7 separate regions of the Mus musculus genome follow, and all the other regions are linked to region 4. The links are chromatin contacts, called in public ChIA-PET, HiChIP or PLAC-seq, Micro-C and promoter capture Hi-C maps. All regions are on one chromosome and are shown on one strand. The core of a region is the stretch at or near the end of the contact, and the rest is flanking DNA. Distances in the headings are between cores, read along the strand shown.

Region 1 (3,557 bases), core at 261-2,760, 980 kb after region 4:
TTTTGTTAAGTTGCACCACAGTTCATGCCTTTCCTAGACGGATATGAAACCAGACGGTAGCAAACCAGTCTTGGCTCTAAGGCAGTCTCAGTGTTGGAACACTTCAATGCACCATCCCCAAAGCAGCGTGCGTTCCTAAGCCTTCAGACCACTTCCCAGTCCCCAGATCCTGATTCAGCAAGACTAGGGTGGCAGGCACCCCAGTAATCCCCCCCCCCCCCGTGAAGTCACTCCAGGTTTTATACAAAGCCCTGGCCCATGGGGGAGAAGTTGACTGGTGGTGACCCAGTCCATGGCAAAGCTTCGAGTAACTGAAGTCTTCCCCCCTGTACGCAGAGACAAACCGAGAACGGGAGCATGCAAGCTATTAGCATGAGTAGTAGGCTCAGTTTCCAACAGTCAAAAGAAGGTGTCTTTGAAGAACCGTTATCCAGTAAATAAGGTTTTGTCTTGCTAAATATGCAAAAGGTAGCTCAGGCTTTATAACTAACTCCCTATAACCCCAAACTACTAAGCTTTTGATCTAATATTCTGATATTTTCCCACTGCTCAATGCTGAGACAGGCTGTTCTTTAATGTTCAGGATCAGCCAGTCCTTTCCCCTGCTTTTACGTCCCTTTCATGGTATCTAAGCATGAAAATAATTAAACACTATCAGGATTCGCCTTGGACTCTGTTACCATGTGTCCCTCCTCCAACGTTCGTTTTTCACTTTAGTAATGGGAATTACTCAGGGACCAGAAAAAAAAAAAACTGTATTATTCTCATTTTTAAAACGAAGCAAATAAAAAACTGGGGAGGAGGCAGAAGGGACAGCTGTGTTCCTCGATTTCCCAGTACTCTGCTAAATCACTGACGGTCCCGCTCAGTTCTAAGTTCTCAAGGGCGGTTTTAAGGTTTCAGGGCGAGGACAGGGCACACCTGCCTGCATCCTGTTCCACAACTTACGGGATCTGAGCGAAATCTTTTTTGATTGGAAGAGAGTGATGCTAAGATATCAAACAGTCCAAATAATGATATTAATAAAACACTTAATTTCTTAAAAACTGATGGACGTGCCACATTCCAAAGCCCTGCGCTTCGGGACTTGTCTACTTAATAATAAAGCACGTTTGTCACCAGAGACACACTGTCCAGACAAGATGGCTCAGGGAGACCAAAGACCACGGAGCCTTGTTGCACAGGAGCGCCTGGGGCTGCAGCGCAGGAGAAGCAACCCTGCGTGTGCTCCAGTGTAGGCCCGAGGGAGGAAAGGCGGCGCTGCGACCGGGGGCTGCTGCCCTGCAAGGATCCAACAGCGAGCACCCAGCCTTACCCGGGGTCCTGGTCCCAGCATGCGTCGCGGCTCGGCGACCCGGAAACGCTCGCGCTCCTGCGCCTGCGGGGCGGGCTCGCTCGAGTGTTCCCCACACCCAAGAATGTCACAGACCCCACGCGCCACACATTGGGGAACAGAGGACAAGAAACACTGCCCGGTCCTTACCTGAGGCCTCCGCAACCCGACTGCGCAAGCGCACGGTCTTAGCGCCACGCCCCCAGCTTTAGCCACGCCCCACAGAGGAACCTGACCTAACTAGCTGTGGGAAGCTGGTATCGTTTAGGCAAGGTTATCCTGCCCGCGGTCACACCCAAGTAAAAGAATTCACATTTGAACCCAGGACACCATCTCCAAACTCTGCACATGGATCGTCTCTCCCACTCTAAACCCAAAATGTATCAGAACGGGAACAACCCATCGCCAGAGAGTGGCCAGAAAAGTGGGACCCTAAATTGGGATTTGCCCTTTAGCCAGGTTCCTAGACAATTCCTTTACACATTAAAGGTGAGAAGCGCTGTGCCTAGGTGCTGCCCAATAGTCAAGAAGAGGGCTGACCTAAGGGAAGGAAAGATAGGAGATGGGGCATAGGAATGCCTAAAGAGGGACCACGTGCATGACAAAGCCTGGAATGTCAGACTATATCCACTTTTATTAAAATGCAGTCTGTCCTCAGAGATCCACAGCCAGGGCTGCACGGAGAAACCCTGTCTCAAACAAGCAAACACAGGAAGCTATGAATGCTGCCCAACAAAACGTTCAAGGTAAACATAATGGAAATTGGGGGAGGGGGAGTGGCTTGGCTTGGCTTAGCTTAGCTTGGCTTGGCTTGACTTGGCTCACTGGTACAGCTAACTGTGCAACACTTATGGATCTTGCATCTTCGATTCCCTGTTCCTGTTGGTTCCGACTGTTGATTCGAACATCTGGACATGTCACTGCTGTTGCTAACCTGACTCTACAGAACTGTATCCATGAGGTGTTTGCCAGTGGATCCAACTACCGCTGCCTGCTAACCTGTGAACTGAACTGATTTCCAGACAACACAGAAGGGAGTTGCTCCAAAGAACCTTTCTAAACAGTTCCACTTCCCCCCCCCCCCCCGTATCCTTTCTTTCCCACTACCTCTGGTGAGTGGTGGGTTACAAGGAAGGTTAAAGTGTTTAAAAACCATCATTAAAAATGGAATTTGAGGGCTGGAGAGATGGCTCAGTGGTTAAGAGCACCGACTGCTCTTCTGAAGGTCCTGAGTTCAAATCCCAGCAACCACATGGTGGCTCAAAACCATAATGAGATCTGACGCCCTCTTCTGGTGCATCTGAAGACAGCTACAGTGTACTTACATATAATAATAAATATTTTTTTTTAAATGGGATTTGGAAAAATTAAAGTTACACCAGGGAGTACAAGTGTCAAAAAGATTATAAGGATTCAACAAGGTGCAAGGTGTGGCCTTGTTGAAGGAAGTGTGTCACTGGGGGTGTGATTTGAGGTTTCAAAAGTCCACACCAGACCCAGTCTTTCTCTTTGCCTATGGATCAGACTGTAGAGCTCTCAGCGACTTCTCCAGCTCCACCAAGTAGACAGTAAATTACCTCTGAAACTGTAGGTCAGCTCTCAATTAAGTCCTTTTTCTTTATGAATTGCCTTGGTTGTGGTGTCTCTTAAGAGCAATAACGCAATGACAAAGACATGGCTCAACTAGCCATTTTTATTAGTGGTCTTTTTGACAAATGCAATGTCATCCAAAAATGATGTATTTAGTGTCCTTAGAAGACACAACTAAATCAAGGAACTTATATGGCGCAATAAAATATATGTTAAGCCCATTTTCTTTGTCCACCATCAATATATCTCCTTTGGTTGATACCCCATTAATGGCAGGTAAAAGAGAGAAACACATTTGTAAAACCAATAGAAGAGGATGCAAAAGCCACCCTGTGCTTACATGTAATGGAGTATCATTATACAGCACATCAAGAACATGTATGCACAAAAGCATGACAAATGTATGTTATGAAAATCCTCAAAACCGTGGGTTTCATGGAATGAAGGAATAAATAAGCACCAGTCCCAGGAGTTCTTTTAAAACATTGACACTGACTAAAACTAAATCATTTACTTTTCATAAATAAGATGACAAAGTTAAAACCAAATGATAAACAGATTTTATTACTTGAGACATGTGATCAAGTTGCTTATGGTCTCAAAACTGAATTTACTGCGGAACTTGATGAGGCAA
Region 2 (3,437 bases), core at 102-2,601, 830 kb after region 4:
ACATCTCGAATGTGATGCCTTCTTTTGCTGCTGTTGGAACAACATTCAGGCCAGGCTGGACTGAAAAATGGCGGCATGATCAGGCCCCAGGCTAGCACAGAATTTATGGTAATCCTCCTTCCTCCTCATTCCAAGCACTAGGATTAACGGCAGACATGCCTTGCATGTTTACTGATAGTAATAACGTTACTACTAGTTGTTATTTTTAGTTAGTAGCAGCTTCTCGTTGAAAGGAGAGACTAGTCTCCCCCAGTCCTAACCTTTCGCCTACTTATTCATCCCGTTCAGTTGTCAATATTTACCAACACTAGCAACCTGATGGGGATCTTTCTACAGACTTCTCTTTGATTGTGCAAACCTCACCAGCATACAAGCGCGTATATTTGAAAGAGGAGTGTGTTCTTTTGCAGGGAAAGCAGCCTACTTTACTTAACAATCTGTCATGGGCACATCTACAGCTCAGGGAGCAAGTTCAGCTCAGCGCCCCTAAAGACTACTTCTAACATTTGTAACAAGCCGGGGTGCTCTCTTTGAGAAAGTAAGCATAGCAGATCTGTAAACCTCCACTCCAAGCTTTCGAAGAATCACAAATGGCAGCTGTGGGCGTATGTGCACGTGTGCCAAGTGCACAGAATGCTCTCCAAGCCCTGAAATGCTTCCAGAGTAGTAGGGGAAACATATGAGCACCCACCTACTGAGGGCTGTAGGGAAAGTCCCCATAGCAACGGATAGATGGGTATACGGTCAGACCCTACCCACAGTAAGAATCAATAAGCAACTCTCATCCCAGCTTTCATTTTGTATCCAAGGTAGGTCCAGATCTGAAGCTCAGAGAAATCTCTCAGCACTGCCTCATGGACACATTGGACCTTCTAGGCAGCATGGGGACAGTAGCAGGAATCGGGAAGAAAGGCCCACCATGACAGAGACTGACAGTGTCTTCCTTAGGGATGTAAAATGTGTGACCTGAGAAGTTTGGAATGAGCTTGACACTGTCTCACTCTGCTCTTTTTTTCCTGTCCTTATTTTTCCTTGGACTTGTTCCTCACTCCATTTCTTTGTTTCCCTCCAGTGTTGTTTCCATCTTTGTAAGGTGCCTTATTAAAACACATTCCTAAACCTCAGATCACAAATGAGCCATTAGAATCACTGACAGTTTGTCCCACCATTAACATCTAGACAGGAGGGACCTTGAGATAAATGAGCAAATAACTCACAATAGCTGGAAACAAATGGGAGGGTTTTGTTCCTCCCAAAGAAATACAGGATTTTCTATTCTGGCCAAGTCTTGTGTGGCCTACAGCCTGCTGATGTAACATGACACACAGGCCCAGAGAGCTTTGCACAAATTCCAGCAGGAGGCTTCCAAGGAGAGGGGAAACTTACACAGAGTGGGTGGAGGCTCTGCGGCACACCATCGACCCTGAGAAAGCCAAATAGACAGATCCCTTTGTTGTGTGTGGCTGGTAGACTTTAACCCAGACAGCGCTCTGCATCCCTTACCTTGCTTTACAGCTGCTACTCTACAGACATGCTCTTTTTCTATTCATCAAAAGAAACGCTTAGAGCCTTTCCACAACCAGCTCCCTTATTTTGTTATTCCCCACAAGTCCTATACTGTGCTTTTGTTCACAGTGTTCTACCGCAGGGAACTTGAATTGACTGTAGCAGAAAATGGGAGTTAATGTGATGAGGATACATAAAATCACATGACACAGATCGTTCATTGTTTCACTATCGAGGGAGATCGCTGTGCATCTACGACGAGGTTTTCTAAAGAAGATAAAAAAATGAGTTATCCCTAGACTTTGTTTAACTCCAGCACATCTGGAGTCCAGATGATAAACTGCTCCATAAAATGGCTTCTTACCACCGATGGTAGCCAGGGAGATGCACTGAGATTTTAAAGGATCTGTTGAAGGTTATCTGCTAGCATTGTGCAGAAGTTTCACCCAGAACCTCATTCCTCAACTCAATTCCCCCACCCTGGGCAATGACTCCTAACATTCCTATGTATACTGACTTCCACGAAAGATATCACCAAGAGCCCCAAACAGCTGTCTCTGAAGTAACCTTTTTGTATACAAAATAAATATTTTCATTTATCTTAGTAACCAGGATGAAATTAGGACACCAGTACTCAGTGGTGTCTTGAGCTTTCAGATTTATTTAGGCTCCATGTCTCCACCAGAAGGCTCTGAAGGAGATTTCCCAAACCACTGCTTTTTATCACAATATTCCTAAAGTCTAAGCAGCAGTTCACGCTTGACTCCGAGGGATCAAAGGTTGGGCCTCCAGGCGTGATGAGGGGTCAGGCTAGAGAGACTACCATTTGGCATTCTGATTCTGGGTGAGGCAGTAGAGGAAGCTATTCTGGGGTAACGTTAGTACTTGGTCCTAGGTGTGATGGGGTTATGCGTAAATTCTAATTTTGGGTATCTGAGAAATGGTGCTGTCAGCCGCAGATCAGGATTGCTCTGGGGAAGTAGACTCTCCAGTGTGTGCAACTAAATCTGCAAATGCACTGTTGTGAGGGTCCTGGCCCTGCCACTTTTTCCAGTTAACTCTTTTCTAGACTATCTCTACACAAGGCTCTGGGGATCCAAGCTGACCATACTCCACACAGGGTTCTCCATTGGTAACTGTACACCAACAATAACAATACCTACATACCTTTCACAGAAATTCAGTTTTGACTTTCCACACTCTGTGCATCCCTGATTTCTCTAGCTTGTCTCTCCTAGAAAAGGATCTTGACTGTCCCTCATGAAAATTTGCCATCCTTGTGACTCAGTTTACTTTCTATGTCTACACTGGAAATCACTGAAATGCCCACAAGTGAATGCCTTCAATATATTTTTTTAATAAATAAGTTATTTCTTTAGATCAAAATTTAAATTCAATAGTCACTTTGGGCTTTGTTGCTCAAGGGTCATAAGTGTAAATTTTAAGACACATCTGTCCAAAAATACTTTCTCTCCAAAAGCACTCATAGAGATATGCATCTACCCTGTGACTGCAAAGTCAACCTACAACTTGACTTTGGATCAAGTCCTCAGGATTCCAGAGCCAAAAGTCTTCTTAAGTCATGACTGCGTGTCTCTGTGAACTACAGAGTACCTGACCTAGTTCCCAAGAGGCCTAAGGGGAACAATTTTTGTTATTGGGGCTGCTTAAATTTGGCTCTGAATGAAAGGCTGTGATCCTACTTGAGTTTTACATCGATGTAAAACCCTGAGTATGGTCCCCTCATAATAATTGTCTCTTTTTCATTTTCAAATGAAGGAGCCTTTTCTCTTCCACAACTTAAGGGACATCATTCTAGATTAGTGATAGCAATTTTCTTATTAAAAATAATAAGACTGAATCTCTTAGGTAAAATTTCTTTCGTATTATTTATTTTATAATTTATTTATTCTTATCAAAAAGAGGAAAAA
Region 3 (3,546 bases), core at 766-3,265, 840 kb after region 4:
TTCCTAACAGTGGGAGCAGGAGCTGTCTCCGATTCTTTTGCCTGACTTTGGGACCCTCTTCCCATTACTGGGTTGCCTCATCCAGCCTTGATGTGAGAATGTGTGCCTGGTCCTAATGTAGGTTGTAACGTCCTGTTTGGTTAACATCCCTAGGAGGCCTGCTCTTTTCTGAGGAGAGGTGGAGGAGAGAGTGAATCCAGAAGGAAAGAGGGGAGCAGAGGGAGGGGAAATTGCAGTAGGGATTAATATATGAGAGACGAATCAATAAAAAGGAAATTTTCTCTTAAAGAAAAAGAATCACAGGATGTTCTCCCACCTAGAAACAACCCTGGCTGCTACACCTGCCCACAGACAGACCCCGAGTGGAGCTCAGCCCCTGACAATATTTCTCATCCATTAAAATACGTTTTAAAGACACATTTGGCCTTGTGCGACACTCTGGTTTTAAAGTCCCTTCTCGGTGCTTGACCTCCCAGGTACCCCAAAGCAGTGCAGGAGAGGATTCTACTCAACGGCTTGAGAAGTACTTCCCAGCCTCTGGGGGAAGCCGTTTGACTCATTCTGGAGAGACTGAAGTTGTACGGTGTTGACTTCCCACACCCACTCCAGACTCCCCGTGTAAATGGGGATCTGTTGTGAGTCCTGAAAAGAAGTTGGCTATGCTTGAGCTCACCTGAAGTGGGCCATTCATACACTAGTGCATGAAACTAGCTGGGAATGAGCATGTTGGACGTGCAGAAACGCTAAAAGCACTTAAAGTACTTGTTTAGTAATGTCGCGCGCAAGGTTCTATCCCTAGACTGATGCTTTTCCTAGTTTCTTTAAAGACATGCCATTTTATTCCCAAACCGTCATCGTTTGCACAGCTCGTAGCAATTTCATGATTTCAAAACTGTTGCACAAGAAAAGGAAGTAATTGTGAATCTATTTTCTTCACACAAAGCGACTTGGCAAATCATTTTTATTCTGAATTCCTTAAATGAGATTTCCACAACTGAATTCATTTATCTGAAAACAGCGTGCGTCTCTTTTAAATATTTAACAATATGCTGGCGCTGAGTCCACCAGGAAACTCAATCCCCATGTAGCATCCTTGAATGCTGTAGTTGGGCATCCATGGGGACACCCCTAGACGCGCGGTCTAGGCATCCAGGAGCAAGCGCGGGGAGCGCGGAGCTCGCGGGTCGCGATTGGGCAGTGGCGCCCCCATGTCCCTGTTCTTGCACAGCCAGCGAGACATACTTCCTGTGCCTATCAGCAGCACCACCACCCCCCATCAGAGCGCAGCCAAAGGGAGGCGGGTGACATCACTCAGCCCCCAGGCGACACTAGCGCAGCCCCGAGACCAGCCCTGGCGCCCAGACTTGGGAGAGAGAGCACTGGTTCCCAGGAGTTGGGTGAGGACTTGGTGCCTGAGCAGGGGGACAGCATCCCTGACCCGCCTCCCGCTAGTCCAAGAGAAGGTGGCCGAGTCCCAGGTCCTGGCACCCTCCAACGCCACTCAAGTTCAGAACGCAGCAGTGGCCCCTCACCTTCTCCTGCGTCCAGGCAGCGGAGACCAGACTCAGATTCCCAGCTGTCAGAGACAGGACGGTCGCCTGCAGTAGCAGCAGGTGGAGAGTGCCCACGACGAGCTTGTCTTCGCTGCCTGCCATCTCTGCAAGAGTGTGTGGGCGTGGATTCCCGGGGCCGCCAGCGGTCACGAGCCCGGGAACGCGCGCCGGTCGCCCTGCCTTCTCCCTTCTCCACCCCTGGATTGATTGTGTCTGCCTCCCAGTCGCCTCCTGTGGCCTCCCGCTGTGCAGCGCAAGCACAAACCAGCAGTCCTCTCCCAGAAGCCTGGAAGCCAGGGGACTGAGCTTCCCTGGGTGACAGGAGCTTTGGAATCCAAGGGACAAAGAAAACACTTCCTTATTTTAGAAAGGATGGAGGGAAAAAAGGAAGGGAGGGAGGGAGGGAGAGAGAGGGAGGAAAGAAGGAAGGAAGGAAGGAAGGAAGGAAGGAAGGAAGGAAGGAAGGAAGGAAGGAAGGAAGGAAGGAAGGAAGGAAGGAAGGAAGGACAAGGAAAAGCCTTCCTGTAGTCCATAGATACGAAAAGAGTTTACCAGGCCCTGGGGGCTATAAGTGGTTTTCTGCACCTATTCACCATGACACTCAGACAAAATCAATATTTGTGCAATGCTCTGTACAAGGCACCGTCCCAGGTTCTAGGTGGTCTGAGACCTAGAGGAAGGGGGCGCTGGACTGGAAGGTTCTGGGAAAAGTGTTCGCTCTAGAACAGTGGTTCTCAGCCTCCCTAATGCTCAGACCCTTTAATACAATTCCTCATGTTGTGGTGATCCTCAACCATACAATTATTTTCGTTGCTACTTCATAATTGCAGTTTTTACTACTGCTATGAATTGTAATGTGACTATCTGATATGCAGGCTATCTATCTGATCTGTGACCCCTGCGAGAGGGTTGTTAGATCCGCAGGTTGAGAACCGCCACTCTAGAAGCTACCATTTTTATCTTGTGTCCCTTTTCTCGAAAATAGTTATCTTTCCTTTAAGAGACAGCCCACTGTATGCCCAAACTGACAGGTAAGGTTGAAATAATTACTGAAATATGTGAGATTTAAAATATTACAGTTGTCCCAAAAGTAATTATTTCTTATGACTGTCTCTAAAAGGAAAAGCCCAAGTAAAATTTTAGGGAGTCCTCTTCTTCCACCAGCCTTTTCACTGGGCAGTCAACCAACCACAAATCAAAAGCAACGGGGTTTGTATCAGTGCTGTACACGAACATCCACACCCACACACCATATTCTTTAAAGAATGTAATACTTATTGCATGTCATCAAACATTATAAGCAAATTAGGAATGATTTAAAGTCTATGGGAAGATGTTCATTTTATATGTAAATTTATGGCATTTCTATATAAGGGATACAGTGCATGTCCTTGGATTATGATATGGAGAGGGTAATACTAAAAACCATCTCCTGCAGGCAACCCTAGGGGCTAGGTTTTTTGGTTTTTGGAGTTTTGTGGGGTTTTTTTTTGCATCATAAATCATTATTATCTAGATAATCCCATCTTACAAATAAAAACAAGCAAATAAGCTGACTAGATCTGGGTCTCATGTAAAGCACATGTGTATAGTCCTCAGGACTGCAGGAGAAGTGGGGGGTGGGGGGCAATCAGAGCTGACAGGGTAGTTCAGTGGTAGGGTACTTTAAACCTCGGTTTCAATTCTCAGCACTGCAGAAAAGAAAAACCGGGGAAAGGGTATATTTAGTTCATAGGTTTCTGGCCTAAATTGTGAAAGTGGTTTCTTCTTCCACAGTGAGGATATGAGTTTCTTCTGCCCCAAGTCAGCTCCCAGCTACACGGAATTCCTAGAAAAATCAGAACAAAGACAAAGACACACAGAATTATTTTCTAAAGACCAAAGTTAAGGGTTTTGAAATCTTTCAGAAACACAAACACACACACACACACACACACACACACACAGAGGCACACAGAGACACACACACAGACACACACACACCCCTTCCTAG
Region 4 (3,558 bases), core at 766-3,265:
GTGTGGAATCAAAGAATGAAGGAACCAGTGATGGACTGGAGAACGAGGCAGAGAAACAGAAAGAAAAATGGCAGACTTCACATTGTAAAAGCCTTTGTCAACTACAGTTTGGCCTTTACCCTGAGCAGAGCAACCCTATGATCCTATTTGTATGTTAAAAAAAACAAAACAAAACAAAACTCAAACCTTCGGCTGGGTGAAGAGTCTACAGGAGAAGGGAAATACTTTGTTACAGGGGAGTGGGGGAGATAGGAGGTTGAATGAAGATACAGGCTAGGGTGGTGCTGGAGAGGAAGTGAGTTAGGGAGAGATCCAGCAGTCACAATGACAATAGAAGATTTGTTGGGTGGAAAGAGGAGAAAGAAGTCTGGAATGTGTCTCTTTGGTTTGAATAGAAGAGAGGTAACTATAATGAAGGTGGCTTTTTAAACTTGGATTTGACCGTGGGTCAGTGTTCATTCTGTGACGACCTGAGTTAGGTTTCTCTATATTCACTGGATCCAGGAGGTGTGGCTCTATCTGGGGTGCTGTAGCAGAGCTGATGAGATGCCAGTGTCTGCGAGTAGAACCCCCTCTGAAGACCAGTTGGCCAGCAGCACAGCTTTGGGAATGACTAACTTTCCCAGGATATCTGATAGGGTGTGCTCAGTGTCATGTAACCACTGACAATAAATGGGATTTTGGTCTTTGAAGGCAAAAATCCTCATCTTGACATCTTCTTTCATGCCCAAGCACCTGCACACCGCGGAGTGTACAATCTCCAATAGTTATCACAGAGAGAGATTATGAAAGAAAATCTAAGGTCAGGCGTGGGGGTCCATGCCTTTAATCCCAGCGCTCAAGAGGCAGGGGTAGGCAAGCTCTGTGAATTTGAGGCCAGCCTTGTCTGTAAAATGGGTTCCAGGATAGCCAAGGCTTATACAGAGGTTTATACAGAGAAACTATGTCTTGAAAAACCACCACCACCAAACAAAAAGAGAAGAAAAAAGAAAAGAAAAGAAAAGAAAAGAAAAGAAAAGGAAAGGAAAGAAAAGAAAAGCAAGCAAGCAAGCACACCTACTATCAAGCAAGTCCCTTACTAGGTTGCTCAGGAAACATGGGAGCAGCACACAGAGTTAGTGCAGAAGGAACTCACAATCTGTGTCTCCAAAGATAGAGAACAGGTGACTTAATCCCCAGACAGTTCAACCAAAGCCCATCTGGAATGATGCCCTCCAAAGTTTGATGACACTAACGGTTTTTTTCTAGAGGTTTTGTGGAATTAAAGGTTGCAAAGTATAGGCTTAAGAGGTTGGGGTAAGACAATCATTTGGACACCTGGGCTCCCACTTTTTCAAGAGAAAAGGATTTTCTCCTGCAGCCATGGTTGTGGTACAAATTCATGAGACTAAGAACTGTGTTCCACAGCTGCCTCCACAGGTTGACGTATCTGTTATAAAGTTTCTCGAACTTTCTACATGATGCCAGTGGATCCCCAGAAGAAGGTTCATCACAGTTAGGAGAGGATGTATTAGAATTCCTTCTCTGATCAGAGCGGTATTTTTTTGGGTTTCAGATATGCATAGTTGAGAGGGTAAAGTAGCCTCAGAAGGCGATGGGGAGCCAATGCAAACAAATTGTAGGATAGTGGTGGAAAGAGAAAACCTTTCTGTGTAGGGCCAAGATATCAGGAGAAGCCAGGCACTGGCTTCGCAGGGAAGAGGGCTGGGGGTAAGAAAGCTAGGAGGGAAAGGATGCGAATGTAACCTCACGTGCAGAGTCAACGTTAGAGATGCGAAGAGAATTGGGAAAGGAGGGACTGGAGATGCCTTCTCCGCCCTGCGGCAAGGGGGTGTGGCCCCGAGAGCGGGAAGGTAGGGACGGGATGGCGCCGGCCGCAGTGGGGGTTCCCCAACTCTTCCTTAGAAGTCTGAGAGCTGCGGAGCTCCGCGGCAGGTTGGCCCGGGCGGAGGAGGAGCGAGGGCGCTGATGGGCGTGGCTGGGCGTGTCTGGGCCGCGCAAGTCAGAGGGCGGCGCTAGGACCCGCAGGCCGCCCCGCCGGCTCCCGGGAGGTTGATAAAGCGGCGGCGGCGTTTGACGTCAGTGGGGAGTTAATTTTAAATCGGTACAAGATGGCGGAGGGGGACGAGGCAGCGCGAAGGCAGCAGCCGCAGCAGGGGCTGAGGCGCCGGCGACAGACCAGCGACTCGAGCGTCGGAGTTAACCACGTCTCGTCTACGACCTCCCTAGGTACGGGCCGGAGGGGCCGAGGCCACGGGGGGCCGGGAGTCGGGGAGGCTGCGGCCGTTCGGGCTGGCGGGCACCGGTCGCCCGCTGGGGTCGAAGACCGCGGCTGGCTGGGCTCGGCTCGGCTCTGGCCGCCGCGGCCGCCCGTTCGCTCGCACGCTCGTTCGCTCGCTCGCAGGGCCTAGCGGCAGCCGCGCCCCACGCTCCGCCGCGCGGCCTGAGAGGGCGGCCCGCGGGCCTCGGCTCTCCCAGCTGCCGGGGGAACGGGCAGCCCGGCCCCCTGCCCGCCGCCGCCGCGTGGCCGCCGCGGTGTCCGCCCCGACCCAAGGGGGCGGCCTTGAGCCGGGGCCACGGGGCCGGGACGCGCGGAGGTCGGCGGGCGGTACGGGATCGGTCACCCGGCGGGCACTCACTGCCCTGGGTGCCTGACGCGGGCCGGGAAGGGAGGGACGAGCGGGACGCGCTGGGCCCCGCGGTGGCGGTGGACGCGGGAACCGCTGGCACCTGGCTGCCAGGTCGCAGAGCTCTCTCCACACACACACCACACACACTCACACACCCTTCCTTCCCGATGGGAGCCGCAGTCCGCAGGCCAGGGCTGGGGCCCGGGCTCAGCTTCAGCTTCACCAGCTCTTGGCTCCGCCGAACCCATTCGCACGAGTTGTGCGTGGATTGGCCAGGGTTGCAAGTGTTGGCTCCGGTTGTCAGACTGGGGTTAGGAGCCCTGGGGCTGCGAGTCATTCGCTTCAGGCTGAGAGTGTCTGGTTTGAAGTCACCTGATCCCGTCGTTCCTGGGTTTTGCTGAATGTGAGCTCCTACTGTATGTGTGTGTACATGGCGCCCCTACCCCGTCGAAGACGCAGTTGCGTTGGCAGCGCGGTGTTGTGTGTTGCTCTCACTCACAGCACCCCTATTTTTAGGAGTGTAGCATTTGATCTTTCACCGTGGTGCGAATTGAACGCACGAAGTCCTTATTGAGAGTTGCGATGGTTAAAGGCGGAAAAGTTTTTCAAAGGCTTAGAAATCGTAAGGGCTTAGGGTTAGATACCTGAGGTCAAGATAAGCGTAGAGTAAACACACCGGGTATGAGATCGCTTTTGTATTTCCTTTTCCACAATCTGATAAAGGCTTTACTGGATAAAATTTAAAACATTTTGATTAAATATTTACCACAGACACTTTATAGAAAACTTTAATTTACATTTCACCATTTATGGTAGCTCTTGGACATATGTCAGAGGTGAGGATAACTTAGAATTTTCGAACGAGAAAAAGAAATGAGGTTTGTTAACCTGTCAACTACAAACTCTTGTCAGAACTGTTTACAGTGGT
Region 5 (3,701 bases), core at 469-2,968, 900 kb after region 4:
GTAGAAACAGACGGGTCCCAGGGACTCACTGGCCAGTCATGTTCCATGTTCATGTAGAGATGCACACACACACATACACACACACACACACACACACACACACACACACACACACACACACACACAGAGAGACAGCACATAATTTCAGTTTGTTTATTTTATAATATATAATTCTCCATAGACTACTTTGTAAATGTTACATGTTGTCTTAGTTCTTATTGAAATATCACAATCAAGACAGCTTACAGGAGGAGGGGTGTATTTGGGTCTTGGAGTTCCAAAGGGATAGGAGTCCATCATCTCTGTGGCAGGAGCATGGCCACTGTGGCCCTGGAGCAGCAGCTGAGAGCTCATATCCAGATCCACAAACAGGAAGGAGCAGGGAGTGCAGTGGGGGTAGCAGGAGGAATTTGAAGCATCAAAGCCACCCTGTGATACACCTTCTCCAATAAGACCATACTTCCAAATCCTTCCCAACAGTTCCAGCAAGCAGATGGGCCTCTGGGTGGAGAGGAAGATGGGGAGAATCTGGGAGGGGGAAAAACATGATCGAAATGCATTGTATGAAAGAAATGTTATAACATTACTTTTGTACATACATCTCTGATTTTTTATTTGTTGGTTTATTTTTATATATGAGTACCTATCTCTGTGAGTGTATGCGACAGTGCGTGTGTAGGTACCGTCAGGTCAGGAGAGGACAGTGGCATTGCTGGAGCTGGAGTGGTTGAGAGATGCCTGACATAGGTTCTGGCAATCACACTCAGGTCCTCTGAAAGAGTAGCAAGTACTCATTACTGCTGAGCCATCAATCTAACTCACATTTTAGAATTTTAAGCAAAAGCTTTTGGTATATTTACTCAGTTTTCAATATATTTTTCTTTATTTGAGGTAATTATATCTTGTTCTGAAGTTTTGGTATTAAAACAACTTTTTATTAGTGTTTTCATTGTGATGTCTTTTCTCATGACGTGTGTGTGTGTGTGTGTGTGTGTGTATATATATATATATATATATACACACATTCATTGTATACTTCTATCTTCATTTATAATTTCATGTAGGTTTCATAGTTGATTGTATGTTTCAAGTTTATTCAGTCAACTACTTGTGTTAAGATCACTCATGTTTAATACAATTTTCAATATAGATTCATTAAATATATAGATTTCTCCTACTTACAAAGATTTTGCTTAGGACTTCTCTACTTCATAAAAAAAGGGCAGTGCGTATACAGTAGAAATTATACTTCAAATTTTGAAAGTTCATGGTACAGTATAACACTTTCACAAGACTGAGTGCCGACAGCTACTAGCCAGCCTAAAGGCCTGTACTGGTAACAACTAGTTTCCTAGAGTGTACTCAGTTGTTAAACTATGTGTTTGCTGGGCTAGGTGAATTAAATACATTCTCAATTTATTATTCCCAGGCTACTAGAAGTGTGCTCTGATGTGCCTTATCAGTCAAGAAGCATCCGTATGACAGAAGTGGCTGTTCTTTTAATATGTGTTCCTTCTGTTCTCGGGGCCTCTTCTGCCTTCTTTTAGTTATTTCCATTTTCTCTCCTCCCCTGTTTTGGTGGTGGTTGTTTTATCTGGTTTGGTTTAGTAGTTTCTAAAAGTTCCTTTTAGCATTTGCCCTAGTGCAAGGGTCAGCCATCTACATCCTTTGACCAAATCTGGCTATCTTAGTTTCATTTCCTGTTGTTTTGATGAAACACCTTGACTTGTGGAGGAAGGGTGTATTGCCTCACAATCCAGGTGACAGTCCATCATTGTGGGAGAGTCAAGGCAGTAGAAACTTGCAGCGTCTGGCTACGTTACCACCGCAGTCAAGACAGAAAGCAGTGAGTTAACACTGCCTGCAGTGCCCAGCTCATTTTCTCCACCATTACTCAACCCAGGATGCCCTGCCCAGGGAATGCTTCCACACACTGTGTGTGCTCTGGCCTTGCCACCTCAGTTTAATCAAGATAACCCCCCATAACCAGCTAATCTAGATAGTCCCTTATTGAGACTCCTTTCCCGGGTGAATGTAGATTTTATCTAGTTAACAATTAAAATCTAACCATCACACTGGCCCGCCACCTACTTCTCTAGTTCTGTTGAAACACAGCATTACATTCATTTACATAAGGTCTGTAGCAGAGGTTAGTACAGCAGATACCATATGGCCCTCTAGACCTGAAATATTATCTGGTATTTTACAGACATCTGAATTTTTTTTTAAATTTTAGTTGAGATACTACAAACATTTTTAAGTTAGCCTAGAATATCTTGTGTATAATGCAGTGTGTACGTCAGAACTTTGTATTTCTATCCTTTTTATCTGTGCTATTATTGTCGCATATTTTGTTTCTACATACTTTCAGTTCTCATTATTCACATAGTAAGGCTGCACAAAGTTACTACAAACAACGAATTAGCAGATGCAGTCCTGATGTGCTAGGGGAAGTGTAGGGTAGGTTTCTATATGCTTTTCTTCACAATGCTTTTGTCAGCCAGGAAATAACATTATTTTATGTATGTTTCTGCCTAAAGTTACTTTATTTAACATCTACTGTGAATTGTTAATTCTTCTCAAAGCCTAGAATGCCTACCTGAATAATACAGATTTAACTCAGCCAGTCTTCAGAACCTCTAGTCTAATGCAAATCAATACACTCAGACAGGTAAATGATAATAGGAAATGCTTTGAAATACTTAAATTGTGTATTTTTATATGAGGTTGACATCTCATTTCCTATTCCCCAGAGAAGGGATGCTTTTTATATTTGTGTAATTCAAAACTTCAACAACAGTTATTTCTAGGTTAATAAGATAGTTGAATCTAGATGGAAAATAAAAGCTAGTGACTGCTTTCTGTTTGGCAGTCTATAAAGAGCTAGATAGAATGATGCTGTTGTTAGTTGCTTAGATTTCCATTATCTACTATTCACTGCTTCAGTTGGATGAATCTTTGTGCTGCTCTTACTGTGTTAGTCACAGTGCTAGATCCTGTGTAGACTCCCAAAATGGAAGGCTTTTTCCCTCCCCCAATCATGTTACATAAAAGATGAGCAAATGTCAGATTAAGGATCACTGTCTTGTGGAGAATTAGGAGAGCCTGTTTTAACCTTCGTTTTTGTGCTGTCCCACCATCCTCTGCAGTCCTCTACCTGGAGAAATAGACCTCAGGTGTGGGGAATGCCATGCTATTGTTCTCCAGTGGCTTGTAGCGTGGGTAAAGCAAAATGCTGTTAACATCTTTGGCAGTCAGCAAGTAAGCAGAAACGAGTCATTTAAACACACACACAAACTCTTCTTTCTCTTTCGTGGTCAAATAAATAAATTTTTGTGACTGTGATTCCTAGTAGCACTATAAATTTTATGTAAGCTTGCCCAGTTACTCAAGAAGTTCATGGTGACCTCTTCTCCCCCTCACTCCTAGCAGTTAGCTAGACAAACATCTGTGGTTACTAGCAAGGAAGCAGGTGACAGAAATATGTGATTGCTTCTGTAAGCCATTATTACTTAGAAAATACAGTGATGACTCCCAAGGCATATGTGTGGTCAGCATTCCTAAGCTTCAGACACATACTGGCTCATTGATTAGGACTTTGTGCTCATAGCCCCACTACTTGGACCATCTTCCCTTTTCTTAAGTACTGGCAGCCTAGATACCCTGCATTTTAATGTTCATTGCTGATTGCAATTGCTCTT
Region 6 (3,620 bases), core at 206-2,705, 960 kb after region 4:
AAATGGAAAAGATTAATTTTCAAATAAAGCTTTCAAAAGTGCTCCACCAAAATTTTATGGAATGCTTACAGTGAAGTAAGTATTTACCAAGAAAGTTCTCTCTTCTGAAGTAACCAAGATAAGGACAGAGTCTTTACCTAAATTTTACATAGTAGTAGTCATTTTGCAAAACTCACCAAACAGCAATTACTCAAGTAGAAGGGCTGCAGACAAGATCATCTCTCTACTCCTTGCCCTCTCCCACTCTTCCATACCAATGCAAAGTCTCACTTTCTTCTCATTTTAGTTCTCCCTGGCATCCATTCAGTCTATTCAAACAGTGTCTTCACTGACTTCTCTCTCCAAAGACTCCCAACCCAAAACTAAATCCAGTGCTTTTTTTTTTTTTTAAATAAGACAACAATTACGTTTCTTACAAGGCTTAATTATCTGGGGAGAAGACTTTGTCTTAACTTCATATCCCAAGTTTTACCATAATGCTTAACCTTCAAGAAAGACTCAAAGCTTTCTTTTAGCCAGGCAGGTGAAGACCACCTAGAATCCCAGCACTCAGGAGGGTAAATAAGAAGATGCTGCAAGTTCAAGGTCAACCTCATACATACAGCGTTTCCCTTATACAAACAGCAGAAATCCACAACCCCGGTTAGAAAATCAGCATTCCTTTAACTCAGGAAAATTAAATTACATTCTGTCACCTAAACTCCGCAGGAATTTGTCATGACCTCTTTTTTGGCACTGCCCTTTAACGCAAATGACAGATAAGACTATATTCCAAGGACTTCGGCGGTGGCTCAACACCTGATGGCTCTAGAGGCCTTCGGGCTCCTCTGTGTACACACACTGGGTGGTTCACGCTCCCCCTACGTTTACCTTGGCTGGGTTAGTCAAAACCTCCTTCATGTACTCGGCCACAGTGATGGGACCTGTAGACTTTATTTTGTACATAAGATGCCGCAGCATCGGTGTCACCTGGTTGCTTTCTGCCGGCTCATTCCCGGAGCTGTAGCATTTCCCTCTCCAAATACAGGGAAGGCCTGAAAAGCACGATTAAGCACCGCCCGCATTAGATATCTCCATTTCATTTACACGCGCAGCAAGCAGCCTAAAGCTTGTAAGGATGCCTCGTTCATCACTAACTTCGCCCCAACGTCAGGACCCGATGGAGGCAAGGCATGCACCGAACCCATGACTACAAGCCCCTCCACACAGCTAAGCCTCTCTGTGGACCAGCTTCCTGCTCCAGCCCCAGGTGAGCAACGGAGGGACCAAGGAGCCGCGCCATACGGTTTCCATGGAAACAGGATCCTGCAAGGGGACTCTCACCCGCGCGGGCCACGCAGCGTCTCACCAAAGCATTCATTCCTACACCCCGAGGCCAGGCTCCGCCCCGGAGGCGGGGTTTAAACGGTATTTCCTGAATCGCCCTCGCAATAGGAAGTGCGTCACCGTAAAGCGGAAGTAAGCTCCGGGCTGCACTCGCGTGTCCAGCCCGCCATGTCGGCCGACCAGGAACCTGTGGCGTTCCTTGCCAAGCAGCCCTGGCGTCCCAAACAGGTGACAGAAGATCCGGATGAGGAAGACGAGGAGGATGGCGATGAGGGCAAGAATGGCTTCTCCCTGGAGGAGGTGTTACGCCTCGGAGGCACAAAGGTAAGGGCCGCAGGCTCTGGGGAAGGGGATGCTCACGGCTGCCGGGAAGGTGGGACCCGCAGCCCAGCCTCCGACCTGCTCTGAGAGCTTCCCACGCATTTACTGTTACCGCGCTTCAGTGGGAAAAAAAACAGTTCGGCTTGCATGTTTTCTCCTGGGTTTATGCCTCGTTAAAATGTAGGCGATCGGATTCTAACCACGTGGGCAAATGTTTTGAACACGACCGTATGTGTAATCTACATCTGCTAGGTTAAAAGGTTGGATTGAAGTCGCTAAAAGAACCTGCCAGTTTACATTAGCCTTTTATGAAAGTGCCTCTTCCTCCCTACACTACCTCATAAAGTACTTTCTATTATTGGAAGGAGTGTTGTATGTTTGTTGGTACACTCGTGTGGAAGTCAGAGGACAACTTTGGAATCGATTCTCTCTTTTATGTGACTTCCGAGGATCGGACCTAAATCACCAGGCTCCTTGGCATAGACTTGACCCACTGAGCCATCCCCTGCCCACTCAGATAAACCTTTAACCTTGCTCACCTGATGCATTACGAGTGCCTAGATCATTGCGATTTTCACTGGATTTTGTGACTGTCAGCTTGAGAATCTTTTCATATCTTGAAGAAGGTTCTTCAAAAGCCTTTTCCCTATTGTGTACCTATCTTTGGCACATTTTCCTGTTGGATATCTGTGAGTTTGCCAGATAATAGTGTAATAATTCATATGTGATGGTTTTTAAAAATGAAGTTCTTACTGAATTTCTGGGTTTGTAATACGGCCTTTTTTTTTTTTTTTTAATGTGTTTCTACAGCAAGATTACCTTATGCTGGCTACTTTGGATGAAAATGAGGAAGTGGTGGATGGGGGCAAAAAGGGAACCATTGACGACCTTCAACAAGGTGAACTGGAGTCATTTATTCAGAATCTGAATTTGGCCAAATACTCAAAGTCTTTGATTGAAGAAGATGAACCAGAGAAAAAGGAAAACACCAGCAAAAAAGAAGCAAAACTACTGAAGGTGGAGAATAAAAAACAAAAAGCAACAGAAGGAAAAAAGACATCGGAAAAGAAGGTGAAAAATAAGACTGTACCAGAACAGCGTCCTGAGAGCTGTCCCGTCTCCAAAGCAAAGAAAGATAAACAACCCGATGTGTTTGAATTTCTAGAGAGACAAACAATGTTACTCAGGCCTGGAGGCAAGTGGTACGACATGGAGTACAGCGGTGAGTATTCCTTGGAGCTGCAGCCTCCAGATGTCGTGTCCAAGTACAAAGCCCTGGCCCAGAAGCTGTATGAGCACGAAGTCAGCTTATTCAAGAGTAAGACAAACAATCAAAAGGGAGGCTCTTCCACCTGGATGAAGGCCATCGTGTCATCAGGGACACTAGCTGACAGGATGGCGGCCATGATCCTTCTAATCCAGGATGATGCTGTCCACACTCTGCAGTTTGTAGAAACCCTGATGAGCCTTGTGAAAAAGAAGGGCAGCAAGCAGCAGTGCCTCATGGCGTTGGACACGTTCAAGGAGTTGCTCATCACAGACCTTCTGCCAGACAGTCGGAAGCTCCGGGTTTTCAGCCAGCATCCTTTCCACAAACTGGAAGAGTTGTCCAGTGGCAACAAGGACTCGAGAGATAGAAGACTGATACTGTGGTATTATGAACACCAATTGAAACACTTGGTAGCAGAATTCGTCCAGGTCCTCGAGACTTTAAGTCATGATTCCTTGGTAACCACTAAAACGCGGGCCCTGGTAGCTGCCCATGAGCTGCTCTGTGATAAACCCGAGGAGGAAAAGGCTCTTCTTGTGCAGGTGATAAATAAGCTGGGAGATCCTCAGAACAGAATTGCTACGAAAGCCTCCCATCTGTTAGAAGTGTTACTTCGGAAGCATCCCAATATGAAAGGAGTTGTGTGTGCAGAAATAGAAAGGCTACTCTTCCGCTCAAATATCAGCCCCAAAGCTCAGTATTA
Region 7 (3,466 bases), core at 250-2,749, 800 kb after region 4:
AAACTAGTCAACTTTCCTTATTGATGATGTCATGAGATGATGCATAGAGATAGAAAAATTCCTTCTTGTGCAAATTGTCCTATATAGTCAAATACCTTCATGTTCCAACACATACAGAAAGGGGGGAGAGGAAGAGAGGGAGAAAGAAAAGGAAGAGAGAGGGGGGGAGAGAGAGAGAGAAAGAGAGAGAGAGGGAGAGAGAGAGAGAGAGAGAGAGAGAGAGAGAGAGAGAGAGAGATTCCCTACCCAAGTGCTTCTTTCTCAAGATGAAAACACTCTGGAAGCTTTTTCTGATGCTTTTATAACCAACCTAAAAGTAGCTCTGTCATATATCGATAAATTCAAGTCCTTAAAATTCAATCATAGCATTGACAGAGAATGCTCTAATTTCTATGTATTTAGAAAAGGAGAATAATAACAACAACATCATAAGTAAGCCTATCAAAAAGGATGACAACAAGTTGCTTTCATTAGCATCCTTAAAAGAGTTCGTTAGATGCTTAACTACCTTTGTTTTATATAATTAGTCTCACTAAAAAGAAATAAAACTGAGATTCTTCTCGGTGAGTTTAATACCATTAGTCCTTCTATCAGTAGAAGATGAAGATGAGTTACATACCTAATGCATGCATCTATCATTGTTCTACACTTCTTGTCTCTAGCAAGATCATCTAGTTTGGGAGATAGATGTGAGATAGATTTTTAACAAGGAAAGGAGCCCAAATGCTCCTGCAGGCATCATAGGAACAGCAGTAAAATCGATGGCTGGGAGTCAGCTCCCTCAGTCGCCATCTCTACATCGATTGGTCCAGTAACATAAATCACAACATGTCAGTCTTGCTTAGCCAAACCCACAACTATTAAATCCATGCGTGCCAAGGACCTTTTGTGCCAGCAGTGTTAAGTGGGTGAGAGGCAGAAGCATTTCCTGGGTTACTTATAAGTGATGTTGTTCATATTTTATCAGTTTTAAATTTTACTTTTGCTACTTGCATAGTGTTTGTAACGTTGAGGTTTTTTTGGGGGGGGAAGGGGCTAGGTTTTGCTTTAAGCTACTTTGCTTTCTCTTCTTGGCAAGTATGTGATCTTAATATTGATTCTCAAATAGTCTAAACTCTCCACTGGCAAATTTGTATATATCAGGAAGTTGGGCCATGTTCCATGTGTTGCCTTTGAAATATGAGCACAATCCAGTGACTTCACATTGCGTGAGCATGCCAACCAAATTGAGGCTGAGGGATTCAGCCACGACAGGCAGTCCTTTCATCCAGCCTGTTTCAAAACTGTCACAAATTATTGCTGTTAGATGTATTGCCAGAATTCTAGAGCAAGTTTTCATGGGTAAGAGGATTTGAGGAGTATCTGCTACCACCCTTCTACACAATTAGCTAACCAACATCTCTCCTCCCTGTGACAGTGACTTTATACCATGGCTTCTGCTTCATGCAGCAGAACAATCATTTTACTTTCTGAAGGCTGAAAGATAAACCGTGGGTGTCAGAGCAGTAAAGCTTAAGACGGAAATAAGTTAAACCACTTCAAAACTACTCTTAGAGTTTCAGGCTATATAGACAGTAACCCCGAAACTGAGAGAAACCTCAATTTTCTTACCTTCATCTTTGAAACCTCACATAGACAGGCAGCCTGAGTGTGAAGAATACCCATGCCTTTGTGGATAGAAAATGCATGTAACAGCCCACATCACCTTGGCTTTAAGTTACTGAATGGTTTCCCTCATTTTCCCTTGATTCCCGTGATCTCTGTACCTTCATTCCCCAGGTTTAGATCGTCCAAAGGGACTCAGATGTTCTCTTCATCAGAGCAGAATATAACCAATTCTCATATTAAAGGATGAAAGAATCAAGAACCCTGTCCATAGCCCCTTTAAGTAAATGAATTTCCAGTTGGTTTGGTGGGGCAAATGATCAGCTTTTCACATGATTTCTGCTGGAGCACCGTGATCAATGCGTTTCTTTGATGCCTGAAAGAAGCTTCACAAAATACACTGTTTAAGGAGCTGGAGCCCAGGCTGCAAACATGGTCTGCTTTGTTCTTCTGGCAACTGGTTTCTGTCTAAAACATTTCTCCACTGTAAGGATCTGTCTTTTCTCCACCAGCAACAGCCCTCAAGCTACAATAACAGGCTCGTGGTTTTTTTTTTTTTAGATACCAAAGTTATGAATACACTTTTATGGATATTTTCCTTTGAACTCACTTCTCTTGAAGCAGAAAAATAGCCATATATATAACACTCGTAGGCAAAACATACAAATTGTTCCGCTAAGGGTTGTAAAATGTTCCGAAATGCACATTTTAAAATTCCAAACCCAGGATAGTGTGTATGTAGCACTTCCGTGACAGCTGTGTTTCTCAAAAAGTAACGTTTCTGACTGGCATGGATGACACAAAACATATCCCTGCCCCAAGTGTCTCTCTTTATGACCTCATGATTGCTCCTCTTAGATTCACATAGACTCTTGGTGAAGTAAAACAGTTCAAAGCAAGGAAGCAAGCCTTCGCTGCGTTAAGCTGCTTAAGTGTTTGCTCTCCCGTATCCCATTTCAACATATCCTCCAACCCCCTCTAAAATAATTCCATGAATGCCAACTCAACAGATTATAGTAGATCTCCTATTAATTTCACTCTGCCTTAAAAGGAGCTTAATCACTTCAGTTTATAATTCTGCACACAGCAATGCCAGCTATCATTCAGATTCCTGGTGAGACTTATTTTCCTGCTGCCTGTTATTGCTTAAACCACGAACCATCAACGCAACGATTTATTTTCTGATGTTAAAAAAAAATGTTATCTTCCACAAACTCCTTTTAACTATTTTTCTGTCATATTTCTTTTTTAAAAAATTAATCTGGAAAACTCTGCTTCCTTTAATCCTGCTTTGTGGCTTAGATTTCCCAGTCCTGGAGCCACTAGAGTTGATATCAGTTTGTGCTCAGGCTGATGCAAAAATAGCCTTAGGTGTGGCAGGGAAATAAATCTGCAGAGATGACATGCCTTTGATGGCTAACACTGTGAAGTGAGTCTTAGCCACAAAGGGTTTGGGAAATGTGACCCAGGCTGAGAGAATGCCCTGTGAAATGTTCAACATGCAGCTGTCACTTTATCTAACATGAACAATATTGTGGAAAGTTCTAGACCACAGAATGTGTGTGAGCTTTAAGGTCAGATTCTAAACGTCTGGGTTCATATTCCACTGTGGCCATATACTGGTTCCATGATTTTGAAGAATATACTTAACTATTCTATGCACCATAAAATAACGGTAATGATACCACCTATCTCTTGAGGTGACATGAGGATTGCGTTGGTGAACACATGTGAAGTACATCTAGCATTTTCTGTCGCACAGAATCATCACTCAGTAAATATTTGTTCCCGATAGGGAGGTAGCTCAGCTGACAGAGTACTTGCCTAACGTACCAGAAGCCTTGATGTTCCATCCCCAGCG

The links. Promoter capture Hi-C pulls out the DNA fragments that hold promoters and counts their contacts. Hi-C and Micro-C count contacts between places; a contact is called where the count stands out from the background. ChIA-PET counts read pairs in DNA pulled down with a chosen protein or histone mark. HiChIP or PLAC-seq counts read pairs in DNA pulled down with a chosen protein or histone mark. Capture Hi-C pulls out chosen DNA fragments and counts their contacts.
Region 1: an H3K27ac HiChIP or PLAC-seq map of embryonic stem cells shows a contact between it and region 4, with 5 times the contacts expected there. The contact joins the promoter of Cebpzos here to the promoter of Atl2 in region 4. A contact is called at or near these places in 4 of 39 promoter capture datasets (embryonic stem cells, hematopoietic stem and progenitor cells, hippocampal neurons and 1 more), 1 of 484 Hi-C or Micro-C datasets (CD4 T cells), 6 of 115 datasets of contacts at active chromatin or transcription factors (astrocytes, embryonic stem cells, large pre-B cells and 2 more) and 4 of 9 other capture datasets (adipose tissue, embryonic stem cells, liver and 1 more).
Region 2: a contact with region 4 is called in a promoter capture Hi-C map of liver, with 2.5 times the contacts expected there. The contact joins the enhancer-like site here to the promoter of Atl2 in region 4. A contact is called at or near these places in 3 of 39 promoter capture datasets (hippocampal neurons and liver), 3 of 115 datasets of contacts at active chromatin or transcription factors (all in embryonic stem cells) and 2 of 9 other capture datasets (embryonic stem cells and macrophages).
Region 3: a Micro-C map of embryonic stem cells shows a contact between it and region 4, with 4 times the contacts expected there. The contact joins the promoter of Qpct here to the promoter of Atl2 in region 4. A contact is called at or near these places in 1 of 39 promoter capture datasets (stem cell-derived epiblast-like cells), 1 of 484 Hi-C or Micro-C datasets (embryonic stem cells), 3 of 115 datasets of contacts at active chromatin or transcription factors (all in embryonic stem cells) and 2 of 9 other capture datasets (embryonic stem cells and macrophages).
Region 5: a promoter capture Hi-C map of liver shows a contact between it and region 4, with 4 times the contacts expected there. The contact joins the enhancer-like site here to the promoter of Atl2 in region 4. A contact is called at or near these places in 12 of 39 promoter capture datasets (the 3T3-L1 cell line, the HPC-7 cell line, HPC-7-derived erythroid cells and 7 more), 6 of 115 datasets of contacts at active chromatin or transcription factors (the NIH/3T3 cell line, bone marrow-derived macrophages, embryonic stem cells and 3 more) and 4 of 9 other capture datasets (adipose tissue, embryonic stem cells, liver and 1 more).
Region 6: a contact with region 4 is called in a promoter capture Hi-C map of liver, with 4 times the contacts expected there. The contact joins the promoter of Cebpz here to the promoter of Atl2 in region 4. A contact is called at or near these places in 15 of 39 promoter capture datasets (the C10 cell line, the HPC-7 cell line, HPC-7-derived erythroid cells and 10 more), 3 of 484 Hi-C or Micro-C datasets (B cells, CD4 T cells and bone marrow-derived macrophages), 8 of 115 datasets of contacts at active chromatin or transcription factors (the 230-238 cell line, astrocytes, bone marrow-derived macrophages and 4 more) and 2 of 9 other capture datasets (adipose tissue and liver).
Region 7: an RNA polymerase II ChIA-PET map of memory CD8 T cells shows a contact between it and region 4, with 7 read pairs. The contact joins the enhancer-like site here to the promoter of Atl2 in region 4. A contact is called at or near these places in 7 of 39 promoter capture datasets (the 3T3-L1 cell line, the HPC-7 cell line, embryonic stem cells and 4 more) and 1 of 115 datasets of contacts at active chromatin or transcription factors (memory CD8 T cells).

The regions. Positions count from the first base shown.
Region 1 is chr17:78,914,452-78,918,008 of GRCm38.p6, reverse strand. It overlaps Cebpzos (CCAAT/enhancer binding protein (C/EBP), zeta, opposite strand), which reads right to left and starts at 1,510. Exons shown (of 5, transcript NM_001177403.1): 1 at 1,316-1,510.
Region 2 is chr17:79,067,170-79,070,606 of GRCm38.p6, reverse strand. All of the region lies in intron 2 of Qpct (glutaminyl-peptide cyclotransferase (glutaminyl cyclase)), which reads right to left. Among named protein-coding and RNA genes, the nearest start is that of Qpct, 17 kb to the right of the region's middle. Within about 2 kb of position 1,351, at least 78 of the 459 cell types and tissues checked have an H3K27ac peak or open chromatin away from gene starts, as enhancers often do. A contact at or near this core is called in liver, where this site is marked.
Region 3 is chr17:79,050,375-79,053,920 of GRCm38.p6, reverse strand. It overlaps Qpct (glutaminyl-peptide cyclotransferase (glutaminyl cyclase)), which reads right to left and starts at 2,015. Exons shown (of 7, transcript NM_027455.3): 1 at 1,533-2,015. The coding sequence starts at 1,655.
Region 4 is chr17:79,894,580-79,898,137 of GRCm38.p6, reverse strand. Atl2 (atlastin GTPase 2) reads left to right here and starts at 2,015. Exons shown (of 13, transcript NM_019717.3): 1 at 2,015-2,229. The coding sequence starts at 2,112. Gm41625 (a long non-coding RNA gene) reads left to right here. Exons shown (of 4, transcript XR_876985.3): 4 at 1-49.
Region 5 is chr17:78,998,093-79,001,793 of GRCm38.p6, reverse strand. The region is part of intron 2 of Prkd3 (protein kinase D3); the gene reads left to right. Gm41622 (a long non-coding RNA gene) reads right to left here. Exons shown (of 6, transcript XR_003952325.1): 6 at 176-528. Among named protein-coding and RNA genes, the nearest start is that of Gm41622, 16 kb to the right of the region's middle. Within about 2 kb of position 1,718, at least 18 of the 459 cell types and tissues checked have an H3K27ac peak or open chromatin away from gene starts, as enhancers often do. A contact at or near this core is called in liver, where this site is marked.
Region 6 is chr17:78,934,905-78,938,524 of GRCm38.p6, reverse strand. Cebpz (CCAAT/enhancer binding protein zeta) reads left to right here and starts at 1,455. Exons shown (of 16, transcript NM_001024806.2): 1 at 1,455-1,650; 2 at 2,458-3,620. The coding sequence starts at 1,495. Ndufaf7 (NADH:ubiquinone oxidoreductase complex assembly factor 7) reads right to left here and starts at 1,390. Exons shown (of 10, transcript NM_028611.3): 1 at 1,324-1,390; 2 at 871-1,034. The coding sequence starts at 1,360.
Region 7 is chr17:79,091,519-79,094,984 of GRCm38.p6, reverse strand. No RefSeq gene overlaps it. Among named protein-coding and RNA genes, the nearest start is that of Qpct, 41 kb to the right of the region's middle. Within about 2 kb of position 1,499, at least 29 of the 459 cell types and tissues checked have an H3K27ac peak or open chromatin away from gene starts, as enhancers often do. A contact at or near this core is called in memory CD8 T cells, where this site is marked.